Linked DNA regions of Gasterosteus aculeatus: region 1 is linked to region 2. A link is a contact called in public Hi-C data. All regions are on one chromosome and are shown on one strand. The core of a region is the stretch at or near the end of the contact, and the rest is flanking DNA. Distances in the headings are between cores, read along the strand shown.

Evidence for each region. A called contact is a pair of places that touch in the nucleus more often than the background predicts.
Region 1: a Hi-C map of whole body shows a contact between it and region 2, with 7 times the contacts expected there. The contact joins the enhancer-like site here to the promoter of agrn in region 2. A contact is called at or near these places in 6 of 6 Hi-C or Micro-C datasets (blood and trunk muscle, liver, skeletal muscle and 2 more).

Annotation. Positions count from the first base shown.
Region 1 is chr2:16,814,962-16,820,764 of fGasAcu3.hap1.1, forward strand. All of the region lies in intron 2 of agrn (agrin), which reads left to right. Among protein-coding and RNA genes, the nearest start is that of LOC120828745, 19 kb to the right of the region's middle. Within about 2 kb of position 4,315, at least 3 of the 9 cell types and tissues checked have open chromatin away from gene starts, as enhancers often do.
Region 2 is chr2:16,763,571-16,768,699 of fGasAcu3.hap1.1, forward strand. It overlaps agrn (agrin), which reads left to right and starts at 3,497. Exons shown (of 36, transcript XM_078085420.1): 1 at 3,497-4,182. The coding sequence starts at 3,982.

The DNA of each region.
Region 1 (5,803 bases), core at 3,065-5,564, 52 kb after region 2:
TCACTTCATCAAAGTTAATTCAACACGTTCGGTGCAGATGAACCCGTTGGAGTTCCACGGCAGAGGTCATCTTACTCTCAAAATGCTAAAACAGAGGCAATTTAGCATAATTTCATTTAGACTAATGTCACATGACTACACGACAATATGCATCTCTGTGCTGAGGGATCTGGTTCAGTGGCCACGCAGGTCCTGGACAGAGGAGGTGTCCCCATGTGTGCCTGGTTAATAATCGATGGAGGGAGTGTTATTCTACGGTAAATAGCTCCCAGTTTCTGTCCGGCCCGGCGCATCTTTTATGGATGAGGCTTGTCAACACAGCTCCATCTGTATCAGCCGGGCAAACAGCAGATCCACTGGCCTCAGTGTGTGAGAGGGGGAGAGGGATGAAGGAGACGTCTGTGGTGAGACTTTGTTGTGTGTGTGTGTGTGGGGGGGGGGCAGCTCGCATCATTTGCTCATCCGGGCACTTTCTATTTACCCTACGCTGCAGATCTATATCGATATATGTATATATATCTAGACACTTTTTGTCAGGGGGGTGTTTTCACCTTTCAAAGTTTGACATGCATATTTTTTAAAGTGAAAGACTCCTCCCCCTTCATCCGCATCCTGTCACTCATCCATTCCTGGTTTCTCCGTCCAAGCAATCCTAAGTTGTAAACATTTTCTGGTTCTGTGAGTCTTGTGTGCTTTTGTGTCGCTCACTTCCCTTTCTTCTCTCTTTCTCTGCCTACTGAAGGACACAAATATATAAATGCAGGTAAGCACATCAAACTATCTTTTAAACTAATGCCTTTTCTGTTTGCTAACAGGTGCGTTTGAATCAACTTTGTGAACAAAAAGGAGTAAACTGTGATGGGGATTTCCGGTTTAATCTTTTTTTAAATTAAATTAAAAAAAACAAACAGATAATATCTAAAGCTCTTCCTTTATGCATACATACATAATATGATATATAATGATATGATATGTAATATGTACAGTTAATATGTATATATAATAATCCAATAAGTCGAGGAACGTGAAGATTAATACCGAGCTCTTACAGTGTGCACAGGTGGTTGATTTAATAAGGTATGGGAATGATTTATGAGGTGTGAGTCTTATGAAGATTGCTCCTTTCCGGATACACTGTCCCCGTGTTGCATGCGTGAAGCATATCTTTGTAATTGCTTCCTTTCCTTTCATATACTTCATGCACTTGCTGACATGATTAAGGGTTGTAGACTCATGTCATACATTCTCTATGCATGTCCTTTGCTGTGGTATAATTATGGCTGCCACAGTAAACGTCTCACCGCAATGGTTCATGTGCATCAAGCTGCCTGCAGAGCAGGGACGAGCTATGGAGCAATGCTTTTTTCTAGTTTTTAACTTTGTAGTGTTCATCATCTTTATTATTAATATTATAGTTTTGGAGATAGCTGGATCAGCCACTTATTGAGAGTAAAATTTGAATGTAAAACTATGATACTTGTCTTTTTCTGATGGCTGGATTCCCTTTCATGGTGTTTTGAACAATGAGGGATTTGTTTTTGCACGATTTCATTTCTAAACACAGAAGAGTTCAAATGCAAAAGAGGCTCATAGACGACCCTTTTCTCTGTGCACGTAAACGTTCTCTTGTGCCTTCGGTTTGTTTAATAGTACCAATTACTACAGCGGCAGCGCGGGCAAATGCTGCACGGCGCCGGGTTGCCTGTTGAAAAAGCGCACACACACACACACACACACATGTGCGTGAGCGCGTGTGGTCTCAACCGGCAAGCGAGGCGCCAAGGAGTACGCGACGGGGACAGGGCCAGGGGTGAGGTCGAAGGTCGCGCAATGGCGGGGTTACGAGGGCTCTGGCGCTCGCAGCAGCCCGCGACCCGCTCGCCCCCCCCCCCCCCGTCTTCCTCGGGGATCTCATTAAGGCGAAAACAAGCACCTGCATGGGGGGGAGGGGATCAGCAGAGCGCTGAAAAGCTGCGGCGGTGTTGCTGCTGAAGCCGCTTTGCCCAGGTGGGGTTGAGGGGACACAGAAGATCCCTCGCTGAGTATCACACGGCCGCGCCCCCCCCCCCTCATGTCGGGCGCAGCGCGCATCCAACGTCTCCTCTCACTCGTTCCTTCACCCCTCCATTCGTTTATGTTGTGTACTTAGAACTTTTTTACATCTGCATTGTCAGTCCCTCTGTGCTCCGTCTCATTGCGTGACAACGCCCCCCCCCGTCCCCCCCGTCCCCCACACATCCACACACCGTTTCCGTTGAGCGAGACAAAGGCTCAGGTAGTTTTGGCCCCCTTTTCAAAAGCAACGCACCATTAACAACGCCGCCAGTGGAGAGGACGTCTTTTGTGTGCGCCGCTGTGAATCCGACTTATACAAACGTCCCCCCCCCCCCTCCCATCAAAGGCCGATGGTTCCACTTGTCTGCTCCAGCGCTCCCCTCTCCTTTTTTTCCCGGGGCCTGAACCCTATTATGAGCCTTTTTAATAAAGGCGAGGGGGGGGGACGGGGGGGTTGCAATTATCTGCTGTGTGGTTAGGGAGGTCAGCGTGTGCAGCCCTCGGGGTGGGGGTCTTACGGCCCCTCTTCAGCCGTCTGTTCCGGGGAGGGCAGGTGTCATCCACATTAACTGATAAGCCGTGTGTACCAGCCGGGTAGTAGTGGCCCCGACACACGAATCCTTCACGTCCCCTCGTCTTCTCCGAGGACGGGACGGCTGACAGCCGCCAGTCTGAGGAACAGAGGTGAAGCGAGACTCTTTTATCTGAGGCTCTTTTCTTATGTCTCTTCGCCGCCTTAAAAGGCTGTTGTTTAATTCAGAGGAGCTCAACTTCCAGGGGTTGAAGGTAAATGACGGAAGGAGTCGGAGGCTCGCTCTGGGAATAGAGAGAATCTCTGAATAGTGTGAACAGGCTCGGCCGTGACCTTGATGCAGGGACAGCTCCTGATATGTGTCCATCTGAGAAGCCAGGCCGCTCATTTCATCACACTTGTTTCTTCTTCTGGAAGTTTAAAAAGACACTCGCCAAATCGTTCCCGTTGGTCGAAGCCTTTTAAATCGTCCTCTGAGCCAAGTGGAGATTCTCCATTTCGTGGTTGGTGCCATGCAAGCAGCAGCCAACGTGTTGCCAACGCGCCCCCCCCCGCCCCCCTCCTCGTCTTTTCCCTTTCACTCATTCTCCCGCTTAGCTTCCTCTCTGCCGCTTTCCCTGAGCTCAGAGCGAGCCCCCCGTCCCCCCCCCCGCTCCCAGCCTTGGTTCGGTGACATCCTCGTTTATCAGGAAACCTTCAGTCCGTGTTGTCCGAGTTATTTAACCTTTGGAAACACAGATATTTCCTCTGAGAGCTCCTCTTTGGTCGTGTATTTCATCCGGGAGATGCAAGAATTGTAATTTGCCCGCCGAACCACAGATCAGGATGTTGTCAACATTATCGTGTGTATAGCAAAAGTATATATTTTTGTACTGGAATAAATCAAGACTCCAAATTGAAAGCATGTCTCAAAAGTTTGCGTCGTAATGAGGTTAACTCTCCTGCGCCTTCCCTTCGGCGCGCGTCCTTCAAATCCGTCAGTAAATGTGAGGATCATCGTCCCACACACGCGTGTGTGTGTGACAAAGCGAGGCGTGTACAGTGAGTGTATGTTCTCAGCAGCATATGTTCAGTGCCGTGAAGAAAAGGCGGGTCTGTCAGCACTCTAACGACCAGAAAGTCCTGTCAAAATCGGCGAGGGATTCTCTCACATGTTGCCAATAATGTCATATTCCCCCAGCCAATGTGTTTTTCGACATAACACGGCTGATGTCACTCTAACAGACAGCGGAAGTTAACACACTGGCAGAGCCATGAAGGACGAGATCTCAACAGGCCGGAATTATGTTGCTGTCAGCTGTGACATCAAAACCAAGTGGGAGGAGAGCTGAGTGGCTCTTCATCCCCACGACCGCAACTTCCCGCTAAGCAGATGTTTAACTAAAAAAATACTTACAAAGGAAATAAAATGTCAGCATCCTTCATGTTTTTTAAACAACACTCATCAGCATTGTGCGAAGATGTGCATCGTTTGGGCGTTCCTCTGGCAGCCGCCGCTGTGGGCTGGTACCACTTTATGCGAGACTAAGCATTGTAGCACCAAGCACCAAGTCTCTATGTCAAAACGACCGTTTACCTTAGTGGAACTTCAAGGGCCTTTGTCAATATAAAGTACTGCAAGCGCGCGCCTGCTGCCTAGCAGCCGCGCTCCGCTACGACTCGAGGATTATTGTTGCCATGGGGCAAGTTTGTTGGGCTGCAAAGAATTTTTGGCAGCTATGAAGACTGCTGCTAAGTGTCTGTCTGCTTGGCTGCTTTGTCAGGGTTATGCTCCTCTCTTCCTTATTGGGAAGGAATATCTCTCTCTCACACACACACACACACACACACACACACACACACACACAGAGGGCTGTAACTTAATTGACTGGGTTGGAACACGACCAAGAGTCCTCGGCGCGATCCAGGCCACTCCCCCCCCCCCCCCCCCCTGCTGAAGCACCTCAGCTGCGTTTACTCCCCTCACACTGGTTTCTGACCCACATGTACACTCTTATCTCCAAGGCTACGTCGAACTTTGTGTCCCGGTTCATTAGTGTGGGATATTCCGGCCTGCTGTGTCACCGCCTGCGTCTGGCTGTAAGTGCAGCCCGAGGCCACATCTACACGACGTGAGCCGCTCCCAAGTGCTACACCTGCCGGGTCCCTCTGCCGGCCTCTGCTTTACCTTCACGCTTTATATGATAATTAACTGACTTTCTCGTCTGCAAGAAATAAATACAGCTTGCTATATATTCTACTAGTATAAGTCCTGCATGTTTCATTTGGACATAAAATTAGCCTGACTGAATGTGTCTTGATTGATGGTGTAAATCTATATTAGATGTAATATTGACAATTTCCTGCTTGTGCATCCAAATGTCATGGATGGAGCACATGTATTTATAATGAAAGCTGCACTCAGGTAATGAACTTCATGGGTTTCCCACTATGTGTAAGAATGACTTCATGAGTCTAGTTGATGTCAGGAATGAGATGGAGGTCTGTGCAGGGATGGAGAGTCTCTTGCACCACCTGTGGAGGAGGACAGAATGGACCAGCTCTTTGCATCTGCTGCCATCTCATGGCGGCCTGCTGCATATTACCAACCATGCATCCGCAGGGCTGTAGTAAACTAAACTAAACACATTTAGGATTTATTCGCCTGGTTATCTCCAGCATGCACGTTGTTTACTTTGGATATTCCAAACGTAATTCACAGTGTTTCTCAATTTATTTACTTTTTGTTGCTGTGGGTCATTAAAGCAGGTGGCGCCAGCTTTATTGTTCCATTTTCCCGGAAATTTCTATTTTCAATCTTCTCCATGTAAGTCGTCCACTTACTTGTTTCCTGGTTGACCTAAAGTTGCTTTTTGTCAGAAAAAGAGAAGAAGAGAATAATAACAATTAGATAAGTGGGGTGACTTTGCTCTCGGTCAGGGACACTTTGTTTCCCTTTCATCGTTGCGAGGGAGCACCTCTGTCTTTCCATGTGTTCATTTCTTTCAACAAAGAAGCGTTACAAATTTGGGGTTACCGAATGAAGCGTGTGGAAAGGAGTCAGCTCAGAGGTGGTTCAGGCGTCTAACCTGGAGGATTTGCAGGCACACCCAAAAGGTAGGAGACCCGGGGGGGAGGCCTCGGGTTTCCCCAGAAGGAGCTGGACATGTTGAGAGGGAAGCCGGGGTCGGCCTGCTGGGCTCACAGTGCCTAATTCCCCAGTCATTTAGATTGTTC
Region 2 (5,129 bases), core at 2,247-4,746:
CATGACTAAATAAGCATTAGTACGAAAACGTACATTGGGTCCTCTGCATAAGGAGGATTTTCAGGTATGTTTGTTTCGGGTATGTTTGGACATTTTCAGGGACTTGTCTCTGTCGAAAGCGCCCGGTCCAGCCTGTAATGAGAAATCCACCCATGCGTTTAATCTCTTGCGTCGTTCTGATATTATTCACAACGCACATCCGTGTGCGGATTCATGCGTGCATACAAATATTGAAAACACGGCCATAATGACTTGCATTTCCCAAGATGAGCACATCACCAGATGGTTGATTATGGGTGAACAGTCAGCCAGTTTGAAACTGACAGACAGCAAAGAGAGGGCAAAGGCACTGGACACCGAGGTCTGAGGGAGATAGATGTCAGGCAGACGAGGCCCTCGGTCCTCTGTTCTCATGCTGTTACCTGATAACTGGGCATGTCCTCTGCAAAGAAAAAAAGAGCTGCAGCAGCCTCGTTTGATAATGCTGGAATGTCTCAGCCTGTGTGTCCGTGTCTTGTATGTTGTGGAAGTGTGGCCGTGCTTTATCTATGAGAGCAATGTAAACGTCAACACACCGAAAGGACACACACGGTCAGGATAAAGGATGTCGAAACAGCACACAATTGAAAGCCCAGACACAGAATAACTTCTGCAGGAGGGGTGCATTATTTACGAGGCATCACTTACATGACTGGAACACAAGCCCAAAGGTTGGATTAGAGGGTGAGGGTGGGAGGGGGGGGGGGGGGGGGTTCTTTTGATTACGCACTTCACTGTGATTCTGCAGTGATCCACTGGGGTGCGGCAATGCACAATCTGCTTTTGCATACAATTTGGCTGCTAATGTTGCATCTCGGGTTACATGTCTTTCTTTCCAACGACACACGCCTGATTACAGTCAAATCTTTCCAGCTGCGGCGGGCTGCTCTGTGTGAGCCATCATCATGAGTATATCTTCATCTTCATCGATGCAGCGATCCTGCGTGTTTATTCTCTGGGGCCTTTTGTGTTGAAATATTTGTGGGATAGTTCCTGTGCTCTGGCAAGTTTCACATTAGGTGGGCTTCCACAATAATCAGGTTTTGAGTCCTTGGTGAGGGACAACAGATATTTTGTAACAGGGCTAGTTTGTACGTATCAAAGACATTTTCCTAATAAAGAAAATGACGATACTAATAAATGTCCCTGACAATTTTTTAAAGGTTTGTACGCTGTGAAAGAAAATAAGCTTAATAAACAACTTTCACACTTGGGTACTGAATAAATGAACTGTGGGATTTTAATAAACAACAATACCAATCACACTTGTACAGCTGTAAAGTCTCTCAAAGTTTAGATGATATAGCTTAACCCAACAATACTTACCATGCAGCTTCTAGATCGTTTTACAGCTGCAATAAACCATCCTTTTTGGGCTATTTTTTTGCACACTGGGATTGGGTGCACCACATAATGCAAGTTGATGTTCTGGGTTTTGCAAACAACTGCCATATGTGCCTACTGTGGAGCGGACATGTGAAGGAATACATGATCATTTTGAGTATTGTTTCTGATCCCTTGATAGATATACGGTCAACACAATTTCTCCTTATTCAGTTTTTTGGTTTCCAACATCTCCAGAAGGAAACGTTAGCTTCTTTAACTGCTAACGGCCACCTGATAGGAGCATGCTAATGAATGCCGCTATTCACCAGCTACCTGCTAGCTAGCGCTATCTGTCTGCTTTTTGGTTTTTACCACGCAGTGTACGTTTAAACAAACTTTTTTTGGGCCAAAGGAGTGCAGCTGCTGGGAAAAGGCCAAATAAAAGAGACTTATTCTTATCAATTCAAGATGAGCTAAAAGTTGCTAAAATACTAACTTGTATTGCTAGCTTAAAAGCTTTAGGAACTTAGTCAAATTAATGCACTTTAACTTTAATTCCAATACCACTGAAGTAACAGTTATGGTTTAACAGATCTAAAACACAAACAAAGCTGGTATGGTCCATCAATGACATTAGCGATTCCTGTTTGACACCAACATTCAGCTAGATTGAGAAAATGTGCATAACAACACGCAGTGGAAATGTTTGGCTGTAGCCACTCTTGTTCCAACCAGTCGTTAGTGCTATAATGTAAAGCTCATTTATATGTAAAAGCCAATTAAAATATTTTTTAAACCCACAAAGTCAGCCAGTCAGTTCCCGTTCAGCAGAGCAGCTCGTACAACTAGACAGTATTAAGACGATGTCATTTTGGGATTTGTGAGAATATTTCTCGAGACTTAATTGGAAGGTATCTGCCTTGAGGAACGGTGCGTGACGTGTGTGTTCTCCTGTGATAGAAGCAACACATGTTATTCACTGATACATTCAAATAAAAGCAGTGACAGACATGATTTGTCATTGTCTATTTGGGTAGCTGTCAGAGCTCAGGCCCACTTGAACAAATTTGCGTCCAAATAGTCTCTAGCCTCTGTGCATAACCAAGCCTGTCATTTTCCCAGAAATAGAAGGGTAGTTAAAATTACAGCTTTTGAGGAGTGGAAATTTACGCACTGTCCGTTTTTAAATAAGAGCTCGAACAAAATAGCCACATGGTAACATTTACAGCAGAACAGCAGAGGTTTAAGATACACAGGGAATCTTTAATGACATACAACATAGAGTGAGTACAGCTGTAGGTTTCAGTTTCACATGGATTTGTAGTTACTGTCCAAAACCCCAAAGTTAATACCTAAAGTCAGAAATCCAGATTAGATAAATTTTTGAAGCGTTACATAGAGTGTATATCTAGTTTATCTTCACTAGTGCTATAACTCAAACAATAGTGATATTAAAGATCAAAAAAGGTCAAAATAATGCTGTTCAAAGAACTTAAATGGACCAAGTTAAATTTTTCATAACATGGAGTCTGGGAGTCAGCAACATTAACATATCATTGCCATATATGTTACCTTTAAAGGTTGTTATAGCAGAAAGCTGTAGCCTACTTTCTGCTGGAGGTTTTAGTGAGTCAGCCGAAAGAGTAAAAAAAGCTGAATCATTGACTGGCGACCAATCCAGGGTGAACCCGGTCTCTCTCCCGATGTTGGCTGGGATCGACTCCAGCCCCCTCGCGACCCCGTTGGCAGGGTGAGCGGCTTGGAAGATGGATGGAGGGACACTGCACAGATGGGTCTTAATTCACTTCTTTTTTTTTTAAACAACCATGGAAGTAAAATCTTAACTTAGAGACATGTCTTGAATAAAAAAAACAACAACTTAAAAGCCAACGACATTTTGAGAGTTTAAAGCGGACTGTCTGGTGAACTGCATTTAATAAACATGTATTACATCGGCTCAGGCAATTATAAGACTCTATTCTATTCTAGATCTTTCTTGGGGGCTGATGAGGTCCGGAGGTAAAGACACCGTCTGTCCGACCGGGGGCGGCCTTGGACAGCCACTTTTCTGCAGGCATCGAAGCGTGGCCCTGCGCACCCCCCTCTCTCTCCTCCCCCATCACCCACCCTCACTTGTGGGATCAGCAATTCGTATCGCATGCAAAGTCGGGGAGCGTCACTGTGAATGTGTGTGTGTGTGAGAGAGAGAGAGAGAGAGAGAGAGAGAGAGAGAGAGAGAGAGAGAGAGAGAGAGAGAGAGAGAGAGAGGGGAAAAGACAGGGGGCAGAAGCGCGGTTACATTCCTGGAGAGACAGATCCCTGCCCCTTCCTCCCCCTTCCTCCTCCTTCCTCCTCCTTCCTCCTTCTCCCTCTCTTGCCTCCAGGTCTCCCAGCCGGCGGCGGCAGAGAGGGATTTTTCGACCCGGGTTGCAGATGCGGGGAGCTGGGCTGCAGAGTGCAAAGACACACCGGTAGTCCTCGCGGGAAGTTGCGGGAAAGGAGCTAAATTAAAGAAGAACCAAACGCAATTGGCAAAAAGAGTTGTGGGTTTGTTGTCGAGCGGTGAAATCTAGATTTGAATAAAGTTAACTTTGTGTCGTGTCGCCCGCGGTGGACATGGGCTCCCGGCGGACACTCGGGGCCGGCCGGACGGCGCTGCTCCTGGCGGGGCTGCTCGTGGCTCTGTGGCACCGCTGCTCCGCGGGTTGCCCGGAGAGAGACCTGGAGAACAGGGAAGAGGAGGCCAACATAGTTTTGACCGGCACCGTGGACGAAATAATCAACCTGGACCCGGTGCACAATACGTACTCTTGCAAGGTACGTGAATTTCGTGTGGTTTGTGTGGAAGCCGCCGCGTGCTTCCTTCAGGGGGAAATGCACCTGCCTCGTGATGGAAGCGGGCTATTAGAAGTCACGTATTGGATCGCAATGGACTCCACGCTGGTGTTAGCTGATTCTAGTACAATTCTAACAGGTAAAAAAAAAACAGTTTACAAACTCATTCATCGAGAAGCCTTTGGCATTAACACTGACAGCGAATTTGCTTCGGAAACATATAAATGTGTTTAATTCGCCCTTACCAATTACACAGCAAGGGAGGCCCAAGCGACCTTGTAATCAGCCCGAGCCTGCCGCCCTACTGAGGTTAGACTGGCCCCTCAACTCCTGTTCCCCCTGGACACATACGTGATGTGATCTGAATCATTCAGGTTGGGGTGCTGCTGACATGTGGCACAGCCGACTGGCCGTAACAGTGGTTTTCATTGAGAAATATCATTTAAAAAAAACATAATAATGAGATAACTGAAGTACCACAGAGATACTGTAAGAGACGAGAACCTGGACTTCTTCTGGCACTTGTCACAGCAGGGTGCAGTTATTATACTGTCATTAGTCACTCCAGTGTGAAACCAGTGTGTGATGGACCTGCTACTGTAACATTTCCACTCTCTCTTTGGTGTCACAAGAACATTATCACCAGTGGACCACGTAAAGGCGCAGGGTTAAACCCCCCCTCCTCCAAACAAGACGCACGTATCCATGCCGCTTGGAAACTAACATCTGCATCACCATGGACTCGTGGTACCCTGCTCTATAATCTGTCAAAATAAACAAGTGGTGCAGGGCCGCTCTGCCCCTCAGCACCCACATGCTTCCCGTCTCCCGATGAGTCGGCGGAGTAGATTAGAGGCCCCGTCGCGCTCCCGTGTGTACACACAAACCGCGGCTGAGCGGCGAAACGGGACGAAGCGGCTGACCTGCGG